3 separate regions of the Mus musculus genome follow, and regions 1 and 2 are each linked to region 3. A link is a contact called in public Hi-C data. All regions are on one chromosome and are shown on one strand. Each heading gives the region's core, a stretch centred on a gene start, on an enhancer-like site or on the middle of the called end of the contact. The rest is flanking DNA. Distances are from core to core; before and after follow the strand shown.

What was found. Hi-C and Micro-C count contacts between places; a contact is called where the count stands out from the background.
Region 1: a Hi-C map of cerebellum shows a contact between it and region 3, with 2.4 times the contacts expected there. The contact joins two enhancer-like sites. A contact is called at or near these places in 2 of 484 Hi-C or Micro-C datasets (both in cerebellum).
Region 2: a Hi-C map of cerebellar granule neurons shows a contact between it and region 3, with 1.8 times the contacts expected there. The contact joins two enhancer-like sites. A contact is called at or near these places in 4 of 484 Hi-C or Micro-C datasets (brain, cerebellar granule neurons, cerebellum and 1 more).

Annotation. Positions count from the first base shown.
Region 1 is chr8:57,960,780-57,963,803 of GRCm38.p6, forward strand. It overlaps Galntl6 (UDP-N-acetyl-alpha-D-galactosamine:polypeptide N-acetylgalactosaminyltransferase-like 6), which reads right to left. Exons shown (of 12, transcript NM_175032.3): 5 at 1,600-1,785. Among named protein-coding and RNA genes, the nearest start is that of Gm2921, 160 kb to the left of the region's middle. Within about 2 kb of position 1,637, at least 31 of the 459 cell types and tissues checked have an H3K27ac peak or open chromatin away from gene starts, as enhancers often do. A contact at or near this core is called in cerebellum, where this site is marked.
Region 2 is chr8:57,940,046-57,943,011 of GRCm38.p6, forward strand. The region is part of intron 6 of Galntl6 (UDP-N-acetyl-alpha-D-galactosamine:polypeptide N-acetylgalactosaminyltransferase-like 6); the gene reads right to left. Among named protein-coding and RNA genes, the nearest start is that of Gm2921, 140 kb to the left of the region's middle. Within about 2 kb of position 1,261, at least 6 of the 459 cell types and tissues checked have an H3K27ac peak or open chromatin away from gene starts, as enhancers often do. A contact at or near this core is called in cerebellar granule neurons, where this site is marked.
Region 3 is chr8:58,533,397-58,536,224 of GRCm38.p6, forward strand. It overlaps Galntl6 (UDP-N-acetyl-alpha-D-galactosamine:polypeptide N-acetylgalactosaminyltransferase-like 6), which reads right to left. Exons shown (of 12, transcript NM_175032.3): 2 at 2,510-2,618. Among named protein-coding and RNA genes, the nearest start is that of Gm15881, 170 kb to the right of the region's middle. Within about 2 kb of position 1,410, at least 5 of the 459 cell types and tissues checked have an H3K27ac peak or open chromatin away from gene starts, as enhancers often do. A contact at or near this core is called in cerebellar granule neurons and cerebellum, where this site is marked.

The DNA of each region.
Region 1 (3,024 bases), core at 387-2,886, 570 kb before region 3:
CCCGAGCTTGAATCATTTTTTATCCATCAGGTCCACAGGAAATGAAATACTTTAATGAGAAAGAGTGGGCTGTGGGTGTTGCTTACTCTCTTTTTCCTTACCCCTACCCCTACCCCTACCCCCACCGCACCCCCACCCCTACCCCATCCCTATGACTCCTAGAGATTTTATCATTGGCATTTAGGGACTGTTTGGTTCATACAGAATTGCAGCCTTTTGCTAACTTGCTTGAACATTCAACAGAATATGGGCCAAATTCAGTATGAGGGACTCTTGTTGTTGCTAATGAAACTCTAAATGTCTGTGTCCTTGGACAAAGCGTTTTTAATTAGTGGCTCAGAAGAGTCTCTGACTGTTGAAGCATTGGGATGCTGTTGATTTAGAAGACTGGGCAGTCGAGGTAGAAGGACTGGCTGATGTGGTAGAGGGTGTTTATTGCTGGGTGTTGTGTTTTCACTGTGCCCTCTCTCTTGTTTTACTGGTGGAGCGTGGCTGGTTGAAGAGGAAATCCCACACAATGGGCAGTAACAGAGCACTCTTTCTGAGGCGGTTGGTGTGAAGGTGATTGTCACAGGCGTTGTTTCTGAAGCCAGGGAAACAATTACAGCAAAACTTCCTTTGGAGACATTGAAGAGAATGCTAAGATTTTCTACAAAGAATATTTTTAGGTATACAATTTCTTTCTTAGGAGTAATGGGCGGGTGGTTTCCTTTTTTTTTTCCCAAGTTCCATCTTTTTTTTTTAATTAGATGCTTTCTTTATTTACATTGAAGATTTTATCCCCTTTCCTGATGTTGTTGTAAACTAACAGAAAAAACAATACCCAGGCTTGACTTGAGCCACAGCTTGAGTTTCCAGCCGGAATGATGCCCAGCTTGTTTGTGTTTCTAGTGGTTCAGCGGGATGTGATGACATATGATGACATGAGATGACATGCAATGATGTGATGACATAATGACATGCGATGACATGCAATGACATGGCTTTCTCCCTTCTCTTCTCTTAGCCATAAGTCAGCATTTAACACACATCCTGACCCTTACAGCAGCTCAGTGGGTCTGTGAGATATGGAAGGTTATACATTTAAGGCTATAGGTAGTACTAGGAGTAGAAGGAAAAACAAAAGGACAATGGCCTTATAAATCTTAAAAAAAGGTCAAGTTGCTTCAATTATTATATCCTGAGGTAGAATAATTTTCTTTCCTTCTCAACAGTCTTGTGATAATTGCTAGTGTTTATGTATACACATGTGCATGTGTATTTTGATCTCATTGTAGTTATAAGATGACTAAAAATGTTTGGGGATTTTTTTCATTACTTTAGTGTTTACCCAATAAATTCAATGAAAGAAGAGACATACTATAAAAGAAACCATTTTAGCCTTAAGCTAGATTGCTGCCGGTACTATCTGAAGTGCTGTTTAGTACAGTTTTCCCATTATACTTGTGATCAGCAGTGAGTAAGATACAGTTCCAACTCAAGCCTTGGCTGAGTGCAACATTTACAGAAGAAACTTTGCACTCTATTTGCAGGGCCCGTTTCCCCAGCTTCCCAGGCCCACTATTCCCCACTGAGAGGGATGGTGACATGGGTACTCACTGAGGAGCGGGGGCAGCCAGTTCACATTGACCTCACAGTGGGAGTCTAGGAAGGTCAGCACCTCTCCTCTAGCCACGGAAGCTCCCAGGAGTCGGGTCCGGATGAGACCTTCCCTTTTCTTGGTGCGTACAATTCTCACTTTGGAAAACCGAGCCATGTAATCTTCTAATTTATCCTTCAAGTGTTCTAGGAAGGAAAGAAAATACACAGGAAGAATGCCAAACATTAGTCACAGCCGAGTTCTTTCCGGATGCTGTGCACAGAGCACATGCAAACGGTGAATCCAAGTGGAACATTTACAACGTCTATGTTTCTGTTCTCCTCATTTGGAGGAAGATACTGATAAGATTTGATGCTTAGGGGTTTTTGTATTTTTATTTATCCCAAAGCTTCATAAACTACAAATGTTATCCTTTGAATTCAGCACACAGCAGTGATGGTACAGCAGAGCTCAGTGATGCAGTAACTGTTGGCCAGTGGCCACCATGTTAATCCTGGCCAGCTCTTGCCAAGATGGGCACTGGCCTTCTGGTTCCTGTTGTGCAAAGTCAGAAGCACTTCCTGGCATATGGGCTCTTCTCCACAAGGGGAATCTTTACAGCAAAGTTTTGCCCATTATTTCGTGTGCCAATAGTGGTGAAAATATCAGGAAAATCAGGAAAATATCTGTCAAATCAGTAAGAACTACCCAGCTTCCCCCAGTACAAGGAAACAGAAAATTGAGAATTAAATCCAGTTCTGGCTTCTAATTTGAACTGGAAATGTGACTGACTTGGTGTTGAATTAAACGGGGAAAAGAAAGGCAAAAGAAATCCGACATGCTCATTTTGAATGTTGCCATCTAAGATTTGGAAATCATTTTCATTTTTCAAAATTGGACATGTTTCTTCCTTAATTAGAAGCAAACTGTAGAAATAAAATAAAATTTAGAACCCCTATTTATATGAAAAGATATTTTCTATTGGTTTTAAAATTACTCCAGTCTTTCAGTTTTTTTAAATGCAAATGGGTACATTTGGTGACGCTTTTGTGCAATATGTACTTTTATATTTTTATTCACTGCTGTTACTAGTCCATGTATAACTGTCTCATTTTTATGTCAACTTGACACAAGCTGAAGTCATCTGAGAGGAAGGAACCTCAGTTAGGTAAATGCCCCTGTAAGATTAGACAAACCTGTATGGTATTTTTCCATCTTGTATTTATTTACTTTGCATCCTGTTTACAGCCCCCTCTCCTCCCAATTCCCTCTCACACAGCTCCTCGCCAACTCCTCTGAGAAGGGGGATGTCCCCGAGTACCATCAACCTGGCATATCAAGCTATTTTAGGACTAGGTCCTTCTTACCCCACTGAGGCCAGACAAGGTGGCCCAGTTAGGGAAGCAGGATCCACAGGCAGGCATTAGAGTCAAGGACAGCCCCTG
Region 2 (2,966 bases), core at 11-2,510, 590 kb before region 3:
CTGAACTCCTGGCAGAATTCTGTAGTGTGGCTTCCCAAATGATTTTATTGTCCATAGCTTCCTGGGAAATTCTCAAATAAAACTGGAAGAAAGTGTTCATCAGATCAGGATAAATTATAGGTATGGGGAGTGAAGAAGGAGCTTGAAGGAACTAGCACAATTAAAATCTTTGACCCCAAGAGCCAAAGGTTAGAAGTACCCAGCCAGTCAGCAATCTGTGGCTTAAAGAGACACCTGTAACTTTCTAGTCTCTGAAGAGTCATCTAGTGGAAAATGGCTCTGATGAAATTAAAAATTAAAGTTGTGACATGTGCGTAAAGAAACGTTTGAACTTCTTTGATGTGCTTTCTCGTTCTAGAGGCAAGAAGAATCTTGTCTGGTGTGGTTTCTAAGTCCCATACCTGGTTTTATCTTTTAGTAAATATTTTTGCTTCTTTTCTTTTCCGTTTTGCTGATCAAACCTGGGCAACAGGGAAGGCATGGTGGTGCACACAGCTGTAATGTCAGCTGTATAGAGATAAATTCACGAAGACAAGGAGTTAGGATATCCTGGGGTATATGCATAGTGTGAGGCCAGGCTGGGTTATAGGAGATTCTATCTTAAATCAAAGTTTTTTTGTTTTTTGTTTTAAAAGCAAAGAAAGAAACCAGAAAAAAATCAAACCAAAAATTAAAGAGCAATTACCAGAAAATATTGACTTCTAATTAATTTTCTCACATAACTATTTATTAAGTAGCTATTATGAGCAGTCACTTTGTTTGGTGGAGAGGGTACACACTTACGCAGGTGACAGGAAGCCCCTCGGTGGCTCTGAGCTCTGGTTCCTTCCCTCTATTATATCTATTTTCAGCTTCAAAGATTGCATTTACGTGGATGGTAAAATGCCTCACATCTGCTTGTCTTCCCCTATTACTTTTTCTCTTAGGTTCTGCCCATGCACATGCAGAGTAGAGTAGAGAAAATGGGAAGAGACACTGGATAAAACTGAGTGGAAACCAAAGCTATGTGTGCACAAGACAAGGATACATCAAGCTGTGAGCAGGTAGCGGGGAGGCTCAGAGATTCCTCATAATCACAGCAGCTCTGGAGCATGGCTCTGCTGACACCTGGTCTTTGGACTTCATGGCCACTAATATTTGTGATTTGCTAGCAATTTTTTCCCTTGGGTTAAGTGTCCTAGTTGGACGACCTTGTCAGGACAGCCTTAGGAGATTGCAGGAGCTGCTGCTTCCTTCTGCTGTGTGAACTGACAGGCATTCTGAGCCTTCTCCAGACTGCCAGCTTGGACTTCACTCCCACTCAACCCTTTTACTCATTCTCCTGAATGCTTTCTTCCCAAAGTCTATTTTAAATGTGTGTGAGGCTTATGTCTGTTCTAAATATTGGACGACTGTAATCAACTATACTGTGTCTCATATATATGTATAATAGGTATATACTAGATAAAATAATTTATATATTAAGAACTTTGTATAGTAGGTAATATGTTTTGCAGGAATTATTATTGGCAAGACTTTTCTTCTGTGTGATGCTTCTTGCACTCAGGCATCTGTTGCTTTAGAGAGATGTAAGGCAGGTACCATCCAAAATAGGAAATGGAATTTCAGTACTTGGCTTTCAAAATAACAGCCTTGAAAACAGTTTTCATTTGTGAGGGTAATGGTTTGTTGCAATAGAGAAAGGGTTCATTGCTCCCAATGGATCAGGTTTGGAAAGGTATAGCTTTGCTCTGATAATGAGTGAGGGAGTGAGGTATGATAGGAAGAATAAAACTCAAGACTCACTTCTAAGATTCCAGAAGAGAGAGAGTGTTCCCTTTCCTTCTGGCTAGAATCCATGATTAGGTTACACCTCCAAGTAACACGTTCTGTAGTAACAGAGTCAATGCATTAGAGTGAAAAGGATGGTTATCTTATAGAGACAGACTGGATTTTGAGATAAGGTCTCTAGGTGACTCCAGTGCTTGTGTGTGGGGCTCTTGCATGCTGGAGTTGGAGAACGAGTTAGAGAAGCAGACGGAGGTAGCTGTGACGTGGTGTGAAAGCATTAACTTCTTGACATGGAGCTGAGCTAACCATAGCTAGGAATCAGGATGATCACAAGACTGGGTTTCCCAGGCAACAAGAACTTAGAACGGAAGTTGGGCAGCGTGAGAGTGGAGGTGGCCATGTAGGCTAAGAAACTAGGCGGAGGCATGAGAACTGTCAGCATCCCATCAAGGGGTCTGGTGAGGACAAACGCCTGTTTGAGAAGACCTGCTACATCCAATCTGGGTCCAGATGAGGGTAGCAGGGAAAGATAACCATACAGGTGACCCCTTCCGCCTCTGTGACTTTTCCCAGGGTCAACATGCAATGCCGAGGGGGGAGGGGGCTGAATGAAATCAAGACAAGCATGGCAATTTATCAAAGGAAACACAGCAGCATTGAATTAAATCCAATATGACACCAAGTTTGGGGTTACAGTGGACATGTATGTGTCTCTCTGAAACTTTGGGCCCTATATGTAAAAATTCAACCAACCAGCAAAGAGTTAAACTATTTACAAAAAGTTGTAGCTGAACATGTACAGACTCTGTTCTTATATCATGCTCTAAGTAAAAACAGTGTGGCTATTATTCACACCATCTTTTAAAATAGCATTAGGTGTGATATGTAGTCTAGGGATGGTTTAAAGGACCCAGGAGGATACGTGTGGATTATGTGTGAACATCTCATTGTATATATATACACACACACTCAAGCATCTGTAGATTGTATTGTGCATGGTGTGGAAAGCTGGAACTAATCCCTGACAGAACCAATGGATGGCTTCTATACTTTTTGAGGTTTTGTTTTTGTTTTTAATGGTAGGATGTATGGAGATGAGTTTAAATTCTTAAAACAAAACAAAACAAGATATAAAAATATTCCATCTTAACCAGGCATAGTGGTGCATACCCATAATACCAGCATTCATTTAGCCA
Region 3 (2,828 bases), core at 160-2,659:
ACATTATAACTGCAATATAGAAAACATCCAAATACCCAGAAATAGAATGTTGTAGAAAATTAAACAACATAAATATGAATCAATTGGTTTTGCAAGTTGACAATAATTAATTTTGAAAATAATTGGGAATGGAAAATAAAAATCATTGGGCATAATTTGAGGTTAAATATATTTCAAATGCAAGAAACATCATAACATGTTTAATAGTACAGAAACTCTAATACATATGGAGAAATATAAGAGAGTAAATAAAAAAATTTAAATGTTTGAGGAGGGACAATGGAACATTAGGACTGGATTTGACACATAAAAGTGTTTATTTAATTTTGAGAATCTATTCATGTATGTTTGAATGATTTTAAATGCCTTATTTAAGATATATCAATTCTCCAACAAGCCATTAAAGAGCCTTACCATTAGTCATTTAAAACAATCACACCTAATTTATATTGAAAAGTACTAAATTACAGGTCCTTTGAATAGCCCCTGATCCAAATAGAGACAAACACAAAACATGTAATAGGAAGCAGAAATAAAGGGAAAGTGATTGATTTTCGATCTAAAATTTGTTTGCACAAACTGAAGGTATAACCATTCATGTAAAAGTACCTAACATGATTTAAGAATTACAGTTTGGTGGTCTGGAATGATGACTCAACAGTTAAGAATGCTTGCTGGTCTTCCAGAAAACCTGAATTTAGTAGCCATAGTACCACCAATGTCGGGCTACTCAAAAATGTTTGTAACTATAGTTACAAACTCTTCTTGCCTCAAGGGGTACTGTACTCATGTGTACATATACTCACATTCAAATGTACTTAAAAATAAGAATAAAACAAAAGTTTTACATAGTTATAGTTACTAGAAGCTGATGCCTAGATAATTGGTCAATTATTTTACATTTCATTGATTTATCAATTATTTTATCATAAGGAAATTCTTCAAAGAAGACTACAAGAAATATAAATTGATTTGCTAAGTATCCATAATAGTAAAGCTAGAATATTAACTTAACTATGTCTTTGTTCCATAAACCTATTATTACTCCATGTCCAAATATTATATTATTTTAATGTCAGGAATTGGGGTGGATATATAGAGAAGAATTAGGTCTAGTTTGCTCTATATAGTCTTAACTAATTTATAGTTTTTATGTGAATAAATTTATAAAGACCCAATAATTTTACAAATTTTGGCTAATATCTGCCAAAATTGTTCTGAGATTCGGTAATGTACATATTAGTAAACATGCATTCAATATTTTGTGATAATTTTGTTATTATTATATTCTTATAGTTTCAGTTGACAAGGTTAAGTAAACATTGCAAAAAGCCTTGTGAGTCCTGAAGCATAAAGAACAGATGGTCAGATTAATGCAGGTGGACTAAGCTCTCAAAAATAAGAGATAAGAGGATTAGCCAGAGAAGCTGGAGGTGAGGAAAACAGTTCTGTGATTTCCCATTGGCTCCTGGTCAAGGTGGGAAGATGCTATCTCAAAAAGGTCAATGCTTCTAAGACAGGAATCATCTTTGGGACAAGTTTCTTTAATGAAATAGAGAGGTGGGCTATTCTTGATAAAAAGAGAAAGACTGAGAAGAGAATAAAAGGAGCTATAATTAGATCAGCTCTACCTGACACAGAAGAGTCCTGTACCATGTCAGGACAATGTACCACTCTGCCTGTTATTATCCCGATGGGATGAGTTTGAGCAAGTTTGACCAGGATGACCTCATACTGGGTAGTCATAGCTGTGCTTCTGGTGGAGTGCCTTACTGTTGCCCCAATATCTTTGCAGACAATAGTTATCCTATTTCTGTGACAGTCCCTCTGAGAAACAGCAAAGTTACATTGGCTGCATAAGAAGGGCCTCCTTCCATGTACCACTATCACCTTGCTCAGGATGTCTACTGATACACTCTTTTTGAATTTTTAATTGCAGAATTCCACTTTTTTCAATCTTTCTCTAAGAACATTCTTGTAAATTTTTTTCTTCTAGATATGTCCCCAGCCTAGAACTCTACATGCGTTTAAATCTATTTGAATCTATTGAACTCTTAGTCCAAGTTCTATAAACTTCAGATTCCCAAATGTGGTAATTTATGAAATTGTCACAACCAATTAAAATTCCAAAAGCTTGTGGCATGACTGAGTTGCTTAGTACTGACATTTAGATATAATTTGTCCCAGTGTGTGAATCTGGCTTGTGTTTACCAGCTTATGTCTTACTGATAAATCCCAACATGACTCACAGAATTATTTTAAAAGGAATCTAAGACAATATAGATTTGCACATTTGCAATGACCTCCTCTGCAGCCAAGGAAAGGATGTTCATTATTTGTTTTGTCTGTTTTGTTTGAATTCATCTGTTTCTGTCCCTTGTTGATTACCAATGTTCCCATAAGACAGACAACTTTAGTGCATGCAGAAGAAAAACGGACATAAGAACTTAGCAGGGACAAACCAAACACTGAAGTAACAGCACCACTCTGTCTGATGCTGAATCCATACCTGAGCGCAAAGCATCTCTCTGAATGCTCTCATAGTCATGCCAGTCTTTTCTTCTCAGACCATCTGTCCAGGAATAGAATTGCCCATCTCCTAGGCCCAGTGGAAATGTCTGTGGAGAAAGAAAGTATTCAAGCATAAAAAAGGAAGAATTTTGTTCTGCATGGATGATAAGCACAGCAGGGCCCAGAACAAGCAATGCAAGAAGATTTGTTAATTAAATGGCTCCTCTGAACATTTTGAGATGAAAACCATTGCTATTGACCTAAAAAATGCATACTCCAAAACTTTATTTTAACATTTAAAATGAGAACTTGATCCT